2 separate regions of the Zea mays genome follow, and region 1 is linked to region 2. The links are chromatin contacts, called in public Hi-C maps. All regions are on one chromosome and are shown on one strand. The core of a region is the stretch at or near the end of the contact, and the rest is flanking DNA. Distances in the headings are between cores, read along the strand shown.

The links. Hi-C and Micro-C count contacts between places; a contact is called where the count stands out from the background.
Region 1: a contact with region 2 is called in a Hi-C map of ear, with 2.9 times the contacts expected there. The contact joins the promoter of LOC100191731 here to the promoter of LOC103651090 in region 2. A contact is called at or near these places in 7 of 25 Hi-C or Micro-C datasets (bundle sheath, ear, endosperm and 2 more).

Annotation. Positions count from the first base shown.
Region 1 is chr3:192,102,783-192,107,491 of Zm-B73-REFERENCE-NAM-5.0, reverse strand. It overlaps LOC100191731 (MYBGA transcription factor), which reads left to right and starts at 1,366. Exons shown (of 4, transcript NM_001137160.1): 1 at 1,366-1,650; 2 at 2,151-2,546; 3 at 3,516-4,539; 4 at 4,621-4,709. The coding sequence starts at 2,157.
Region 2 is chr3:191,946,015-191,950,122 of Zm-B73-REFERENCE-NAM-5.0, reverse strand. LOC103651090 (Ulp1 protease family C-terminal catalytic domain containing protein expressed) reads left to right here and starts at 2,023. Exons shown (of 3, transcript XM_020550438.2): 1 at 2,023-2,442; 2 at 3,739-4,108. The coding sequence starts at 3,771.

The DNA.
Region 1 (4,709 bases), core at 117-2,616, 160 kb before region 2:
CTAGATTCGTGTTCCACTGCTGCTGGTGATCGATTTAGAACCAAGCTAAGCTATAGATAGTCGAGTACCTAGGATCGAGAGCATGCTTTTGTTTATCCCATTCGATCGTGAGAGCTCGTATATATTCTACCTAATACACACGATACGTGCTCTACTAGTCTCAAATCAAAAAAAAAAAAAAAGAGGAACGGGGAAAAGGCCACACTACACTACACTACGGGAGAAAGCAACGTGCTCTACTAGCGGTAAGCGAGGAAAAGGTACCGTCACTACTATGAAAGGAAACAAGAGTCTCTAGAGGCCTGTTTGGTTCACTACCTCAGTTGCCACACTTTGCCTAACTTTTCTGCCTAAGGTTAGTTATTCAATTCGAACGACTAACCTTAGGCAAAGTGTGACACATTTAGCCACAAACCAAACAGGCCTATCTGGCATAAATAAAGGCCTCGCTCCCTTCGCTTTGAGCAAATTGGTGGAGTTTGTTTTAATTTGGGCGTTTAATTGGAGGGTATCTTCTCGCTCGTGCACGACCTGAGAATAAGGTATATTCACCGTCTCGTCGTCTAGGTTCTGCTAGCTGCATGCCGCACACACACATTTTTTTTAAAAAAAGAAGGGATTCCGTAAGTGCCACTCGACTATCTTTCTCGATTAAACTACTAATGTATATATAATCGCCTTTTATGATGCGACAACTTTCTCTTAACACAATTACTAATTGTCTATGAGTTTATTGGATTAAATATGTACGAAACTGTAAGTGTTGTTTCATCTCTATATTTTATTTTGTCCGATGTAACGTCTTAAAAAATAATCTCACATAATTCTGCACTTAAAATAGCCCAAGCAGGCAAAGAGACTTCCCAGACTTGTAGCTGGAACAATTTAGTCAGTAGCGAGGAGTTCCAGAGTTCACAGCAACAGTTTGGTCGACCGTAACCATAGCAAGACTACAGAAAATTCGGAGGAGTGGCATGGAAAACTTTCCACGAAAAGTTTGTACCTCCGAAATGTAGGATAATGCTACGAGAGCCTATGACCTATATATATACGGGTTTCTTTGATTTTTTTTTCTTTTGGTCATTCAGCCTGTCATTCTGAGAAGCACGACTTCACGAGGCACGAACAAAAAAAGGGGGGAAATAAAAATTATATCAGTATTCCGAAATAAATAAAAGGCACAAGAAAGAAAAGAAAAGAAAAGAAAATAGGGGCCTCGAAGTTGAAGTAGAGAGAGAAAATAGGTGCCCATACGCCCACGCCCAATAGGCTTCTCTGGCGCTGTACCTTTCAGCTTTATAATCTGCCCCCCAAGCAAATCCCACAGCCAGGCTCGCCCACTCTCTCCCTCCCCCCTCCTCTTCCTCTCTCTCTCTATCTCTCTCTCAGTCTCTCTCTTCCTCCTCAAAACTCTCTCTCCCAGCACTGAAAATTCTCCACATACTCTGCTGCTGCTAAGTGGTGGCATCTCGTTTAGGCGAGATCCCCCTCCTCCCCCGCTTTCCACTCCTCTCCTCCACCCTAGTCGACTCCTTCCCTGCAATCCGCTGGCCGGCTCACAGTACCAGAGGAGTCCACCGGAGGAGCTCAGCTAGACTCCCACCCTGGTGGCTCGATCGGCACCGGCCGCTGCCTGCGAGACTCCGCCAGGTAGATCCTGCCCTCTCGCTGAATTCCGATTCCCTTTCGGCGTCCACGTGACGGTCTGAGGCGTGGGGGGAGTGCTGAATTTTGGCCTCCTCGTCCTTCTACGTCCCAATTCTGCCCGGACCCGCCGAGAATTGCCCGTTCTCGGGACGCCGGGCGTGCTGTTCACGGCATGCGGTGCTTTGATCTGTGAATTCTGGGAGACGGAACCACCTTTTCTCTCTCGCCTTTACCCGAAATCTCCTGTAAACTGTGGGTGACAGTGATACCACTCTCTGCCTGGGTGTTCCGTTCTTAAGATCAAGTGCTGGACAGTCTAGTCTAGCCGTTAACTAAGTCCTTGCTTCCTTTTTTTTTCACTCTCTCTGCTGGATTGGGGAATTTGGTGGTTTCCATCTACCAGTAAATCAGTAATGCTCCTTTCATGCTTATTATCTTGGATATAATTCAAGTGGTAATCTGCTGATCCTGCTTCCACTCTGTTCCGTGCAATACCCTAACAGCGCGCGATGTACCGGGTGAAGAGCGAGGGGGAGGGCGAGGGCGAGGGCGACTGCGAAATGATGCTGCAGGAACAGATGGACTCGCTGGTGGCCGACGACGTCAGCAGCGGAGGAGGGTCGCCTCACAGGGGCGTCGGCACGCCCCTGAAGAAGGGGCCATGGACGTCCGCGGAGGACGCCATCCTGGTGGACTACGTTAAGAAGAACGGCGAGGGCAACTGGAACGCGGTGCAGAAGAACACCGGGCTGTTCCGCTGCGGCAAGAGCTGCCGCCTCCGGTGGGCGAACCACCTCAGGCCCAACCTCAAGAAGGGGGCCTTCACCCCCGAGGAGGAGCGCCTCATCATCCAGCTCCACGCCAAGATGGGGAACAAGTGGGCGAGGATGGCTGGTCACGTAAGTGCCATGTCCAGTATTTGATTCCCTGTTCTGCACATCGGTATTTCGTATTTCATCTGCACATGCCGAATACTTGATTCCCTGCTCTGTGTGTTCGTTGGGTCTTTATTACGTACGTGCAGTCTTTAATTCAAGATGTGTATATCTGTAGTTATATTTAGCGAACTATTCTATTTCGCGTCACGTACTGGAACTGTAATGATTTGTCCATATTGCTAAATGTTGATGTTCTGCAGTAACTTATCTGATTTCCCACTTGAATTAAGTAAATACCGATCTTTTGGTTCAAAATTTAGGGTGCTCACGTTCCTGTAGCAACCTGCTCAAATCCTCCTGGCTCCTGGTATAAAAGATTCTGGTGCACAAGTGCTAATTTTCTAGTATCACTCCTGACCTGATGTGTAATACCAAGCCTTGATCACTTTCAAATATCTTTTTAGCTTTGACCTTCAACTCCATATGACTTGTCATTGTTACTCTTTTATGGATAAAGACGTCGTAGGTAGTCATATTCAAAGGTAGGAATACTTCACCTGAGCAGCAAAGGTAGGCAGATAGCTATTGCAGACTCTGACTCTAATTTCTGTCACTAAAATCACGTTAACCCTTGATACCAACTTTTTCTTGAAATTTCACAATCATCTGGAGGGCACTCAACAGGAGCCATTAATAGAGCAGGTCATTAGATGCTTCAGAAAATCATGGAGCTGGAGCTGTAAACCTTTAAAAGATATTTAGATAAGTCATTTTGTTTATTATTTAGATTAAAAATATTTTTAAAACTAATTAAATTGATATTAAAAAGTACAGCTCCACACTAGAGCTGGAACCTGGAGCTATCCCAAACACCCCTTAATATGCCTTACCTGTGTGTATATGTTCCTAGGGACTTCCTATTTTTACCCTGAACAATTTGTACATATATTTTTCTATACTGGCGTCATTAACCTTGAACACTCTTCTCAGTTGCCAGGGCGTACTGACAATGAGATCAAGAACTACTGGAACACTCGAATAAAGAGATGTCAACGAGCTAGCCTTCCTATTTATCCTGCTAGTGTATGCAATCAATCTACAAATGAAGATCAGCAACTGTCTGGTAATTTTAACGGTGGCGAGAATATATCCAATGATCTTCTATCTGGGAACAGCCTTTATCTGCCAGATTTTACCAGTGACAATTTCATTGCGAACCCAGAGGCTTTATCCTATGCACCACAGTTGTCAGCTGTTTCAATAAGCAATTTGCTCGGCCAAAGCTTTGCATCAAAAAGTTGTAGCTTCATGGATCAGGTTGACCAAGCGGGGATGCTGAAACAATCTGGCTGTGTGCTTCCTGCATTGAGCGATGCCATTGACAGTGTGCTTTCCTCAGCTGATCATTTTTCAAATGACTCTGAGAAGCTCAGGCAGGCTTTAGGTTTTGATTATCTGAATGAAGCCAATGCTAGCAGCAAGAGTATTGCACCTTTCGGGGTTGCACTTACTGGCAGCCATGCCTTTTTAAATGGCAATTTCTCTGCTTCTAGGCCCACAAATGGTCCTTTGAAGATGGAGCTCCCTTCACTCCAAGATACTGAATCTGATCCAAATAGCTGGCTCAAGTATACTGTGGCTCCTGCAATGCAGCCTACTGAATTAGTAGATCCTTACCTGCAGTCTCCATCAGCGACCCCTTCAGTGAAATCTGAGTGTGCATCGCCGAGGAACAGTGGTCTTTTGGAAGAGCTGCTTCATGAAGCTCAGGCACTAAGATCTGGGAAGAACCAACAATCATCGGTCCGAAGTTCAAGTTCTTCTGCTGGCACACCTTATGAGACTACCACGGTGGTTAGCCCAGAGTTTGATATGGGTCAGGAATATTGGGAAGAACAGCCCAGTTCTTTCCTCAGTGAATATGCTCATTTTAGTGGAAATTCTTTCACTGAATCCACTCCTCCTGTTAGTGCTGCGTCACCTGATATCTTCCAGCTCTCCAAGATTTCTCCTGGTGAGTGCATTTTCATCGCCGATCCTTTCTTTCAATAATCAATTTGATTAGCTCAGTTACTAGAGGCTTATTCATTTGCAGCACAAAGCCCTTCAATGGGCTCTGGCGAGCAGGCGTTAGAGCCTAAACATGAGTCGGCAGCTTCACCTCGTCCTGAAAACTTGAGGCCT
Region 2 (4,108 bases), core at 774-3,273:
GATTAGCCTACTTAAAATACAGTAATTATGATCACAGAAAGTAAATAAAATAAAATAAAAAAAAATAAAAAAAACAGAGGGGGGGGCGGTTGAACCGGCCCTAGGGGCGGTTGAACCGGCCCGGGGGCAGGCGGCCGAGCTGGGGCGGCTGAGCGCGGGGGGCGGCCGAGCTGGGGCCGGGGGCGGTTGAGCCGGGGCCGAGGCCGGCTGAACCGGCCCGGGACAGGGGGGCGCGGCCAGGGGGCCAGGCGGCCGGGGCGCGGGCTAGGGGCGGCTGGCGGCCGGGCGGGGCGCGGCTGGGGGCGGCCAGCGGCCGGGCCAGGGCGGCCAGGGGAGCGGCCGGGGCGGGCCAGCGGCGGCCGGGCGGGGCGCGGCTGGGCGCGGCCGAGGGCCGGCCAGCGGCGGCCAGGGGCCACGGCGGGGCTGGGGCGGCTGCCGGCGCGGCCAGGGGGCGCGCGGGGGTGGGGAGAGAAGAGGGGAGGGAGGAGAGGGAGGAGGGGGAGGGGGCTCACCGGCGGGGATCGACGGCGAGGGGCGGCCGGCGGCAGGGGGCGGCGCGGCGGCCTAGGGTAGGGGGCAGGGGCGGCGGCGGCTTAGGGTAGGGGGCAGGGGCGGCGGTGGCTTAGGGTGAGGGAGAGAAAATGAGAGAAAATGAGAGGGAGGGAGAGAGAATTGGGAAAAATAGAGGGGGTGGGGGGCGGCTTGGGCCAATTGGGCCCAAGGGGGGGCGCCAGGGGGCGGCTGGGCCGGCCGGGGTCGGCCCAGGGCGCGGGAGAGAGAGAAAGGGGAGAGAGAAAGAGAGAGAAAGAAAGATAAAAGATTTTCCGCTTGTTCTCGAAATCCGATCTTTTAGATGAATGCGATTGCACTTTCAAACAACCAAAAATGCAAGGGCGGCATGGTGCATCAAACAACATAAAGTATTTAGGGTTTTTTATACATACGGGAATTCCAAACCGAATCCCGTTAAACTTTGAAAAAGGTCAAGGTTTAGCGAGGGGAAAAAGAAAAGGGAAAGGTAACGCCCGAATTTTGGCGAGTAAAGAAAAGAAAAAATTCAACTGCAAAATTCGGGGCGTTACAGGGGCGGATAGCGGCGAGCGCTGCGGAGGCAAGGGGTGCACAGTGTCCCCTAAATCGTGAACAGTGATAGGGGAGGGGTGGCGAAGGGTTCAGCGTTGCAGTCAGTCTGACGCTTAATGTGGTGGACTACTGCTCACTTCCGCCGGCTGGGAGGCCTCGCAGGGTTGGCCGTTGCGGCCGTAGGGGGCCGCCTATTGCCCCTATAGAACGGGAGGGGCAGTGGCTGCCGGAACCCACGTAGACAGTCTAAGGGCCTGTTTGGACAGGGGCCGTAGGCGCCGCAGCACGCCACACCCGCGGCGCCCGATTTGGGTGCCACACTCGCGGCAGCCGGTGTGTGGCGCGGTATGGCACCCGAGTCAGCCCACCAAACACGCTCTAAAGCCGCGTTCGGCGCCTAACGCGTTTCTCCTCGCCCTAAATTAAAAGATGCCGACTAATATGTAAGCAGATACCATTTTGCTCTGCTAGATCTAAATTCAACGGTATGCCATATTTAGCACTTAAATACTTTCACCACCTTTTTTATGTAGCTTTATAAAAAACACCCTAACAAAATATAATTAAATCTAACGTTGTATTTAGATTTAACAAAAAAAAATCTGTTTGCAGTCTTACACGGTTAGGCTGTCCGCAGTGGCGTGCGCTAAACAAAACGCTACGAACATACAGCTACACATCTAGTAAAAAACTGCTGCAGCGGATGACCCTACCAGCCACGCAAAACATACGGAAGGCACGATGAACGCTACCTGTAGCGTTCGTCCCTTTTTACTCTAAAGCTGTCCTTTTTGTCTCTGACGTGATTGGATGGCATGGGATGTGGCTGTATATGCTGTGGTGATGGTGAAAATAAATGATATAATATGTGGTAGTTGGTATAGGGTTGAGATATAGAGTAAATATGATTGCGAAGAATTACGGTATAGAGTAGAGAATCTCGCTGACAGGGACAAGATATTCCATTTAGAGAATCTCGCTGACAGGGACACCTACTTGCATCGTTTCCAAACTAAAAAAAAGTAACCGTCCCCGAAGCCCAAAGCCAAAAAAAAAACCTCCTGCAGCCTGCTCGAAACCCTCCTTCCTCCTCCTGAATTCGTCAACCGGTCTCCCAAATCGGAGCGGCAATCGGATTGTTGGGTACTTGGGTCTCGAGACTGAGCTGTGCTCCAGTCCGTGAGCTATTCGTTGATTTTTCCAGCGTGAAGGCGCCGATTTTTGGGCCGTTGGCTGTGGTGGCGGGTTCGGCGGCTCTGGATCCGGCTGTCTTCCGGCGATAGATCGGGCTATTGGAGCAGAACAATACTTCGGATTCTTGAGGTGTCCGTAGCTGCACTCGCGATGACCTTTTTTTAGGTAAATCGTTGTCTTATTGGATAAGTTCTATCTATGTATCAGCCGAGTCATAGTTAATTCTCTTTTCAGTTTTAATGGATTGCCACCATGTTCAAGCATTGTTTACATTTTAGAAGTAGTACTGCCTGGCGATTTTAGTGATATTATTTCCGTGTTCTATCTGATATAATTATGTGATGTGGCTTTGCTCATAGTTTAGTTGTGTTCGTTTCCTACATCAAACTTGTGTGATTCATTTTGCTTAGCTTGCTTTCCCCGTCGCATTCGTTGTTTACTATAGTTCGTTGCCTCTTTTGTTTGTTTCAGGAAGCCGGTTGAATTCGTAGACCTGAAGATTTATTAGCTGGCCCACGCCATTTTCGGCAATAAAATAGTCGGCTGTTTCATAGCAATTTCAGAGTCCTTCTCAATCTTCTGAAGAAGCGAGCATACGCCACTGCTTTGCTGGCTTTGACCTCGGAGGCGATCCCTTGCTGTTCTTATTGACTCGGCTTTCGCCTCCGTTGCTGCCTACCCCTGGTTGCTGTCATAGCCACAGGGCCTCGGTTCACTGCCGTTGTCCGCTTCTTCTTCTCCTGCCGCTGCTCCTTCGAGTTTTTTGCAGGCCTCGCTCTCAGCTGCTGGGCTACTGCTTAGTTTCTTCAAAGGTATGTACGCTCCTTACGGCACGATCTGAGTGAACTTGATGAGCTTCGGCTGGACTCTGGGATGGATGGTCTCGCTTCGCTGATCTGTGGATTTGGACCATCATGCTGAGATGTTAGGGGTGAAGTGAAAGATCTGTTTGCCCTTTGCTTGATCAGAAGCGAAGGTGGTGGCGCCTCAGTTGTTCGTGTACCAGGATCCGAATCATTTTCCCCTCGGATTGGGGATTAGGTTTTGGTCATAGAATCTGTAGCTGTTGCTATAACGATGGTATGCCGTCGCTGGTGATCTGGTGGCCAGTCTATAAATTCAGGGCTAGGTTTGCTCTGTTCGACTGACAAGTGCCTGCTGTTGATGATCTAGAGTTCAGCTTGTAAATTCGAGGCCAGACTTGTGCAGTTATGACGAGGAGGGCTCTAATTGCAGTTACGATCGTTTGATCTAATCTGCGTTAGCTTTGTTTTGTTGATTTTCCTTTGAGAGAAACCCCCCCTGAATCAGCTTGGTTTAACACGTGCCAGAACTTAACTTGGCTTTATCAACTTAGCATAGCAGAAGCTTCCGAATTCTGTTGTATGTTCTCATCAATCCATACACTGCCACTTTGTTCTAGTCAGCTTAACCTCTCTATTTTCTTCTCGCTTGTTGTAGGTTTGTGTTGGAGGATAAGAGGGTTACATGCAATGGCCCTTGAGGCAAAACAAGCTGCTCTGTGTTTCAAGGAAGTTTTGAGGTTATCCATTAGAAAAAGCTATAGATTTGTTTCAGAACACCCTATCCTTTTCGGTTTGGGTGTTTTTCTCTATCTATTCTACAGATCTTCACCAAGGCTCTTTGTGTTCCTGCTTTCTTCTTCACCTGTAAATATATGCACTGCTCTTCTTCTTGGAATCCTACTGAGTTATGGAGAAGTTAATCTTCCTGAGGCCAGTAAAGATCACAGGGACACTACAGAAGTTTCAACTTCCATGGTTGGAAATTCGTCCAGTGATGTCCACTTTGAAGCAAATCAGAGACCTTC